Regions from separate parts of the Drosophila melanogaster genome. Here all the other regions are linked to region 1. Evidence: chromatin contacts called from public Hi-C data. All regions are on one chromosome and are shown on one strand. The core of a region is the stretch at or near the end of the contact, and the rest is flanking DNA. Distances in the headings are between cores, read along the strand shown. Region 1 holds the start of Rac2 (Rac2,). Region 2 holds the start of Hn (Henna). Region 3 holds the start of Pdp1 (PAR-domain protein 1).

Evidence for each region. A called contact is a pair of places that touch in the nucleus more often than the background predicts.
Region 2: a Hi-C map of the Kc167 cell line shows a contact between it and region 1, with 2.8 times the contacts expected there. A contact is called at or near these places in 3 of 107 Hi-C or Micro-C datasets (the Kc167 cell line and the S2 cell line) and 1 of 7 datasets of targeted methods (the Kc167 cell line).
Region 3: a contact with region 1 is called in a Hi-C map of the Kc167 cell line, with 2.8 times the contacts expected there. A contact is called at or near these places in 4 of 107 Hi-C or Micro-C datasets (the Kc167 cell line, eye imaginal disc and wing imaginal disc).

What each region holds. Positions count from the first base shown.
Region 1 is chr3L:7,433,913-7,437,070 of dm6, forward strand. It overlaps Rac2 (Rac2,), which reads right to left and starts at 1,278. Exons shown (of 1, transcript NM_001274588.2): 1 at 1-1,278. The coding sequence starts at 598. The coding sequence ends at 20. The region is part of intron 1 of CG42458; the gene reads left to right. CG14835 reads right to left here. Exons shown (of 1, transcript NM_139865.2): 1 at 2,896-3,158. The coding sequence ends at 2,962.
Region 2 is chr3L:7,758,880-7,762,260 of dm6, forward strand. It overlaps Hn (Henna), which reads left to right and starts at 1,574. Exons shown (of 5, transcript NM_079239.4): 1 at 1,574-1,777; 2 at 2,684-3,356. The coding sequence starts at 1,748. CG32373 reads left to right here. Exons shown (of 9, transcript NM_206297.3): 8 at 1-64; 9 at 130-244. The coding sequence ends at 171.
Region 3 is chr3L:7,866,086-7,869,259 of dm6, forward strand. Pdp1 (PAR-domain protein 1) reads right to left here and starts at 1,284. Exons shown (of 5, transcript NM_168233.3): 1 at 1,156-1,284. The coding sequence starts at 1,198. CG32365 reads left to right here and starts at 2,957. Exons shown (of 5, transcript NM_168240.2): 1 at 2,957-3,018.

The DNA.
Region 1 (3,158 bases), core at 28-2,527:
TTGGGTGGGTTCAAAGTTCTTAGAGCAGGGCGCACTTGTGCCGCTTGGGTCCTCGAACGACAGGACATAGCACGGATCGTATGGCCTCGTCGAAGACCGTCTTCAGACCCTTTTGGGTCAGGGCCGAGCACTCCAGATACTTGACCGCAGCTATTTCCTTGGCCATCGCCAGTCCTTGGGGATAGGTGATCGGTGTTAGCTTCTTGTCCTTCAGCTTCTCGATCGTCTGCTTATCGTCGCGCAGATCCAGTTTGGTGCCGACCAGGATTATCGGCACACTCGGGCAATGATGACGCACCTCGGGAAACCATTTGGCTCGCACATTCTCAAACGATGCCGGATTCACCAGTGAGAAACAGATGAGAAAGACATCCGTTTGCGGATAGGATAGCGGCCTCAGGCGATCGTAGTCCTCCTGTCCAGCCGTATCCCAGAGGCCCAGATTGATGGGCTTGGCATCCACCATCACATTCGCCGAATAGTTGTCGAACACCGTGGGTATGTACTCGCCGGGGAAGGCGTTGGTCGTATAGCTGATCAGCAGACAGGTCTTTCCCACCGCTCCGTCGCCCACAACCACACACTTGATGGCCTGCATGATGAAGGCTACTGTACTGGTGGTACTACTGGGCAATCGATGGGTTCAGCAGCTCGATGGGTTGCTTGTGCGCTGGGGGCAGAGGGTTTTTCAGTGGATCAGCTGGTTTCGTGCTCGATTTCCAGTGGCTCAACTGGTTTTCTTTGTGGCAGCTTAACTTATAATTACTTTGGGGTAATTCATTCAATTCAGTAGGTCAGACAGTTTTTGAATGCTTCGATATTTGTACTTTTGAACTATTTTGTACTTTTCTTTTTTCTGTTCAACAGACAAATTTTAGTCACACAATTTAGTTTTGCCTTGTATCGCAGCTCAGCTAGTTTTTCTAATTGTATAGCTTTTGCTTTTCGCGTTGGCGTTTTGCTTTTATTGTTTTTTTTTTTTGGCGATTATACAATAATTTGCTCACGCACTAATACAAATTCTGCCCACACACACACACACATTCAAGCAATCGCGTACAGAGAGAGATGCGAATTTGAAGTGGAGTTTGATTTATCGCGAAAGTTGTCAAATCAATATTCTTAATTGAAAGCAGAACCGTGACGGCGTTCTTTCTGTTCGGTCGGTATATTATTTATGAATTAATTGGGCCCGCATATGTGGGGATTTGCTGATTTTCTGTGGCAGAAACGGAAAAAACACGCCCAAACGCTGTGAAATCTTCGCGGCGATTGAAGAAAATTTCTGCCTCCGCTGGCAGTTGTTGTACTTGTTTTTTCACTGTAGTTTTCGCTCTTTCAACTGGCTTGTACGGCTGTCTCGCTCGTTCGCGTGCGTTAGTCGCTTAAACGAAGCGCTGCGCGCATACGCTCTCCCACACAAAGAGCGAGCGAGCGAACGTGAGCGAGAGCGGCACTGGCACAGTGCAGTCCCATAAAATTAGTCACAGTGAGTCATTCGCTCGGTGACGTTAGTCGTGGCAATCCACAGAGAGCAGAGCGAGACAGAGATAGTGAGTCTCTTTACTTGACCTTGCTTTGGTCGTTTTTGTAGAGTTTTCTATATTCGTTCGACGGTTTTCCACGAATTTCCCGACCGTTGCTGTTGTTTTGAGCCAATTTCCACGCGACTAGAGGCTATCAGAGATGTGCGGTACCCAACTCAGGTACAAATCGCCCGTAGCTTATCGCGGTACAATTACAGTGCCACACCAAAAACAAGCAAAACGTTGATATCGCGCGATATAAATATTAATTGAACAATATTTTTTTTATTGATGAATCAATTATGTGACCTAAATATGTGTCACAGTCTTTGGATGAATATACTTAAATGGAAGTATTCATATTTTAAAATTGGAAACTCAAATTTAGATTCTGGAATTACTTTTAATTCTCCTTAATTCGGGCCATATTAATTTACGACCGTTACATCCCATCTAATTCTTAAACGAATTATTAAATTTTTCATGACCAGCGATATTTGCTGCCGTTGACTGTTTTAATGGACCACAAAATTGCGTGTGTCGGCAAAAACCAAAGCCCAAGGAATAACAAACAAATAACATTGGCAAACAGTGCAAAATATCGACAGTAAAAACCGAAAAGCAAAAACAGAACCCAAACCGAATCCACCGAATCCGCCGCATCCGCATTCAGCCAAAAGTGATAGCCGAAATATTTCGTGTTTGTGTTTTGGCTTCCGCCCCACCAACCAGAAGCCCAAAACATCCCCCCCCCCCGTCCTCCACATGCCACGCCCATTTTCGCATTGATTTTAAAATGGAAATGTTTAAAGTGCCGTCGGCGAATATTTTCGCATTTAAGTTAATTTCTCGCACTGCTGATGGTGCTGCTGTAATTGGATAATTAAATAGGCGCCACAAAATTTGTTCTCCAGCAATCCGAACAACAAGCACGAATATATGAATTTCAATAATATGCATTTTCAAAAAGTTTTTAATGGAATTTACTGTAAAAAATCCGCAACAATTAAATCGCCAATGAAGTCCGTTCAAGTGGAATAAATGTTTCTGTTTCCGTTTGTGCGTGGATGAATCATTCGATTTCGTATTCGATTTCAAGTGGGCGGGTGGGCGTCGCAAGGTTATCAGCGGGTCAGGGCGTGAAACAAAAACAACACTTTTTCGAATTAATTTTCAAATTACAGCGTAATTTAATAGATTAACCAATCGAAAGCTTTTGGCTAAAACAATGGTGTTAAATTAAGTTGAAAAGCGATAAGCGCAACAAATAATGCAGTTATCAAATTACCTTTCAGCAAAGTTATTTACTTAAACCATAACATTTTGAAACCCAAATGAGCCTTTAAGCTCCCAGAAAAAAAAAACATTTGATTGCAGTGTACCTATATTTTCCATTGCTAGCATATCCGGTGGTCAAAAGGGTTCATCAAGGTTTTTAAAGAGGCGGGTTTTCCCAGTGAAATTGGGATGTATACCTGGTACACCTGGTACTTCCAATCCCTGGACTTCGCTTCCGGCTCGTTGCACCCATCTTCTGCTGCCGCTTCTTCCTATGCGTCTTGGCATTTCCACGACAGATTCTACGCTTACTTGACTGAACATCAGAGCGCGTCCTTTGCACTGTGACCTGCT
Region 2 (3,381 bases), core at 324-2,823, 330 kb after region 1:
ACCATGGGGCTGGATCCAAAGAAGATGGCAGGACAATGTGCCACAATATGTGTTTCAGCAATCAGTAAGACTGAGTAACCTAACTATAACACATATTTACATTTTACCTTTACGCATTTAATTTTTTAGGTGAAACAGGACGAGGGCTGCGTGAAGATCGCTCCGCCTTAACCGGATTCCACAAAGCCGTTAATTTATTTTAACATATAAAACGACAAAAAAAATAAAAATAAATTTAACCTACACTCCTGCACTGAAGCGTGCATTGATTTTGTATTGACTATCAGTCTTGGTGTGTAAAAATCAATGAAGATGTAAAACTTTTGACATGTAGAACAGATGTTTAATATTCTCCGCTGAAGACAAATCTTGTAAGCAAACGGTACAGATAGGGCTTGCTTGTTTTTCGGATGTTTAAGCATCGTCATCATAGATCACTCCCATTTCGTCTTGATTTTGGAGTGTATTGAAAGTGGATTATCAATTCGGTCTACATAAAATATTAGCCTTAATACCCTCATTGTCTTCAAAAATGACCTGATTTCTTTGCCTACTTTTGGGCCTAAATCAATGCTTTTTAGGATTGACAAAAAACATATCTAAAAATAGAAATAAGAATATTGAAACATTTTATGTCGGAAGTAAAGACATGGTATAGATATGGTTTATTGCTTTAGCTTTTGTAAGCTCTTGTAATATTACATCAGCTTAAATTTCGGGGTTATCTGTTGACGTGCTTATACCGAGTGAACTCTGAACTTGAAACAATAATAAACCTACTCATAGATTAACAATTACAAGTGGGTACCACAATGTAAGTCACCTAGACTTAAGGAAAGCGTATTACCATTTAAAAGACAAAATCCGACAAAAAGTTCGGGTGAGTGTAACGATTGGACTAATTGATTCCAGTCAATCTGATGTGGACCGCAAGTATAAAAAAAAAACCAAGAGTAGCGCGTGCCAGGCCCACTTGGAGCTATTCACTACTGAAATAATTGCCCTGAAATGCCGTTGAACTCGTTTGGTTAGAACCTGTCATTAGAAAAACACAGCCCAGATTATTCAGTATGATTTTTTGCAAAACAAAGCAAATCTAAAACTAGCTGAAATAATGTTTTGTTAATTTGGACCCCAGCAGAGGGGCGAGTCTTAGCTGATAATATTTCCAAAATACAGTGGAACATGCGAAAAGGAAGTGCTTTGGGTTCTTCAAAAGTAAGAAAACATTGTTTACGATATTATATTTTATCTATAGAAAACTGTGCCTAAGTTCCAGGAACACAGATCTATAACATTCAAAACTGGTTTTTCGAATCAGGCGTTCCTTTTTTTCGTATTTTGAATTATGGATGCTAGACTGTATTTAAGCCTCAACATTTAGATTTGATCGGCTAGACGACGGCTTCTGTAATGAAGCTGAATACTGAAATGGGATTTTAGGCCCATCGAGACACTGGGCACTGATAACCCCGCAGCCGCAGAGCCATAGCCGCGATTGGATCGCATGTGGATGCCGTTCCAAGATCATTTACTCGCCCGATTGCCCGCGATATTATTTGTATTTTTTACTGGTTTCAGTTCGGATTGATTTTCGTTTGGGCTCAGCTATGGGGCCTATCGAAAAGTCTATTTAAGCGCGCGATTCATAGAGAAATTAAATCAGTTTTAATTCGTTTGCTGAACGGATCGTTCGCCATCGGTTTTATTGTACTTATCAGTGGAGAAACCCGAGAATCTTGTGAAAATGTACCAGCGGCAGGTCTCCTTTGATAAGGTTTGTTGCTTCGGCGAGAGTCCTCTGTGCACCCGGTATAGAAAGTGATCCGTAAAATAGCTAATAAATTAAAAACAATAACAAGTTTATTATTCTGCGTTCTCAGCATGAACTTGTCCAACCTTTGAGGAAAAAAAATTCAAATAAAATATAATTTTATTATTTTGATTGAAATGAGAATGCGGATCTATAATGTATAAAACCTGTCATGGAATTGGGTTAGTTCGCAATAGTTCTAGACAAAGGAAAACAGAGTGGTGTCTGGGACTCCTAGTGGTTTATTTTATTTTCGCTCCTAAACAAGTAGTTTATTAATGTGTTTTGTAGAGTAAAACCTGAATTAAGACGTCAGGCGCATATATTGGAAGTAGAAACAGTACAGCTTAATAAGATGTCATATAAATACATTAAGAACAAATAATTCAGCCCTGTTAGAGGACCTTGTTATGGCTCAAGATCTTGCAAAGTATACTACTTGGGAGACCTTCCCACAGATACAGCACACCAAGTTCTAGGCCGAGTCCTTGGCAATATGCGCTGATTGCCATTGCGGTCGGACCTAAACCTTCAATATGGGGGTTCAAGCCAAAACACAAACAATCTCAATGATGCAGATCTGAGGCAAGTACTACAATTACAGTTCGTTGGCTCATATAAGGCTTCGGTTAAATGATTATGCGATTTGGGCCCTGGTAGCCTCTGTAATAGGAGATTTGCTGATAGACATTGCATAGTCATAAGAGCAGAGAAATATTATCTATATTAAATAGTTTGGCTTGACTGCTCGTTTAGCCCAGGTCACTCGGAGTCAATCTGTCAAATTTCCAATGATGCAATGGCTGTTTTCCCAAACAGCAAAAATATAAACCGTAAATATTTTTTAAATTACCAATGAATTTATTACAGCCAACGCGCGTAGAGGATTCGGCTTACATAGTCGAGGGTGTAGATATTAAGGAGGCCAGGAACACCTGTCTTCTGTTTTCGCCCAAGGATTCGTCGTTGTCCAGCGGAGCTTTGGCCAACATTTTGGCCATCTTCAAGAAGCATGACATAAACCTGGTGCATATTGAGTCGCGTTCCTCGCTGCGTGTTCCCGGTTATGAGTTTTTCGTGGAGGCCGATGGAAAATCGGGAGCCTTGGGAAAAGCCATCGAGGATGTGAAGGAGCAGTGTAGCTACTTTAACATCATTTCGCGTGACTACAAGGATAATGCCACGGCTGTGCCCTGGTTCCCGCGGCGTATACGCGATCTGGATCGTTTCGCCAATCAGATTCTGAGCTACGGATCGGAGCTGGATGCCGATCATCCTGGTTTTACCGATCCGGAATACCGCAAGCGTCGCAAGTACTTCGCCGACATTGCCTACAACTACAAGCATGGCGAGCCCTTGCCCCATGTGGATTACACCAAGGAGGAGATCGAGACCTGGGGCATTATCTTCAGGAATCTTACGAAGCTGTATAAGACACATGCCTGTCGCGAGTACAACCACGTCTTTCCCTTGCTGGTGGACAACTGTGGATTCCGAGAGGATAACATTCCCCAGCTGGAGGATGTGTCCAACTTTTTGAGGGGTTAGTTCGATTACTGCCCATTAGA
Region 3 (3,174 bases), core at 34-2,533, 430 kb after region 1:
ATTTATAGTCGCCTGGTAACCTCGTCTTTCCTTTCCTCCTGATAACGAAGCCGGCGACAACGATGACAGTGCAATTGATTGTGATTATGGAATGGCGACAACTGTCGACGACGACGTCGTCGTTTCTATTTCACCAATTCTGGACAGCAGTCCATCATGGCAACCCAAAACTGAGTACTGGATAGGGGGAAATGAGCTCAATCCAAGAATCCACGCTATTTTATCGAGCACCCCAACATTTGATTAGTCTGATATCAAAGGCCTCAAGTGCCGACGCAAGATCCAACGGGGTCAGTTTTGGGGCCTATGCATATCGATCGCAGGTGATCGGGTTGGTAAATACTAGTTTATCTCGGGGAAGTCGTTCGGTGGAGTGGCTAAGTGGTCGGAGGGGTGGGAACCTGATTGGGCTTGGGGGTTTCCTGGGCGGGGTCCACAATATATCAATTAGGCGGCATCTGGATTGTACTAATTAATGACGGCATGCTGTGTAAATTCCGAATTATTCATTGCTATTGAGTACGGCTGCACTGGGTATTTATAAATATATAAATTTTAAGACTAAAGCAAAAAAATTAAAAGTTTGTTTCAGCTTCTCTATCTTCAGATCCCCCAATTTAGTGTGTGAAAGTATGCTACAAAAATCCTTCGAAATCCTTTAGCCACTCCTAATTCAGGTACCTCTTAGTCTCGATCCACTGTACCTCGTGACGTTTCTATTGAAGGCCGAACACAATATACAAGCACTCTAATTTTGCGTGTGCGTACATAAGCTACTATTTGCTTAAGGCTCCGCCGCTAGGTAAATAAAAAATCACCATAGAAATGGAAATAGCAAAAAAAAATAGAAAATCAAAGAAACCAATTTGTAGCAATCTGAAGACAAAATCAAATAATTTGTCACATGGCGGGCTTAACCACGGCAAAATAGAAAACAAAAAAATAAATAAAACCGTGCAAAAGCTTACTATCACACGCCCCCACAATGCTCTCTTGAGCTCTTTCTCTTTTTCGCGCACAAAGTGTGAGTGAGAGGCAGAGCAAACAAAACCGATTCGCACTCTCGCCAATGCACGTGTTACCTTTGTTGGGGCTTTCGATGATTCGGTGAGAGGGGCAAGGGGGCAATGGACAGGTGCCTACGCTACCACTTACCTCGCACGGATAAGTCCATGATATTCTCCTTGGGCTCGCTCATTGCACACTCTGTGTCCTCCTATCGATTGCAAGTGTTTGAAAACCGATTACCGATACACACGGTCGCAGCAACAACGCGTAACTGAAACTATTTTCCAAAAGATTAAATCATTTCGATGGCGGCGCGGGGGAGCATTGGGACATAAATTGGAAATCAAAATAAGAGCAACTTCAAGTACTCATTCTCACTCTGCTCTCTCGCTCTCTCTTTTTGGTGCAGCCGGCAGAATGTAATCACGTGGTCTTTATCTTCACTGGAGCCATTCAGGGGGCCAGAGCGTGAGGGGGCTAGTTGCGGAGAAGCAGCGAGAGAGCCAAGCGGCATATGTCCATCTCGCTCGCTCGCATGGCCCTCTTATATAAGCCTTATGTAACGGAGAGTCGCAGGGGCATGCGCACATGGCAACAGTGGATCGTGGGGCCATAAAAATAGAAATCTATACTAAGTACCCACTACGAACGACTCTGACTAATCGCCGTATTTCTATTTTAGTAGCTAGGGGTCAGGTTGCAGAAGGATTCCATCAAATATTTTACGTCTATAAATAAATAAATATCATAAATCATTTAAATTATAAAATTATTTAAATATATTGATATGAATAAAAACACATTAAATGTGGTTCATAAAATATTTAATATTTTTACATTTAAAAATAGTTTTAGATGACTTCCAATTTTAGTTTAAATACTTAAATTCCTACTAGTAAAATGATATGACCTTAAGTTTTGGGTCATGCTTTTCGAAATCAGTAAGCTATGGAGTTCTTTGTCAAAAGGGGGTTATGTACAAATGTTCATCAAAGGGAATTAAAGCACTTCTGTTATGATAAAAGCTTGAAAATCCTTCCCCTAAGCTAGATAAACAGGGGCAAACATCAGCGCAGCGCAATCAAATTGATTGGCAAGCTGTCTCCCCAATATAGATACCACATAAGGTATGGGAATTAGGCCGGGGATTAGTCAGCGGAGGAACGAATGCTAATGCCTCCTTAGAAGGGGGAATGGTAAAACAATTTCCATTTCTCAACCGATATTATTAGTTTCGTTGAACAAAATTTGCACTGGAAAAAAACCCTTTTCTTACTCATGATAAAATATAAAAACTAATTAATTTTAAGACATTTGGAATAATATTTATAATGAATACTAAGATGCAATCTATTTAACTAAAAGAAGAACAAAAATAAACTTTATCTTTTTAATATACTTTTTCATATTTTCTTGTAAAATACAATCTACATTTTTCAAATTTCTTGGCGCGCCAAATCATTAACATTTCTACATTTGAAAACATGTTAACGAATTTAATGTATTTATAGACTTTTATTATTATAGACTCTTGTGCAGTTAACTAAGCTATTGACTAAATGCTATAAGCTAAAAAAAAAGTCTCTATAAAATCACTTAAATGTATACGTTCAAGACGTTTCTTTCATTTAATTTGTTAAATTTAGGTTTCACGATCTGATCTTATGACATAAAAACGATTGTTTAACAAAATGCTTAGCATACTTTTAAGCATATTTTTTTTACTGTTGTTGCACTGTTATTAAGAGAATAGCTAGCTGTTAAGACATTCTTTGCAGACTCTGTTTTATTCGGTTGCCTTGGTAACTTCTTCATTCATTTATTTCAGAGAGAACGAGCTTACTGTTAATAACATTAACATTAACATTGGAGATCGAAATAATAACCCAAGCAGGGTGACCCAAGCACAAACTGTCTGCGAATTTGGCGGTAACATACAGTTGGTCTTCCAGTTAGGTTTCCACCTCGGCCGGGAAAAGTCGCGTGAATTACGAGAAGCAGCAAACTGTTGTAAAGTTGAAAAACAAGCTATTTATTAGTAGAACATTATTCTTGAACATTTAATAACAACAGTTCGCACTAAAATTCAAACCCAACAACATTTCAACGAATCAATATTTCCCAATTTTTCTGGATTTTAGTACAGTAAAACTCATCAATTCGGGC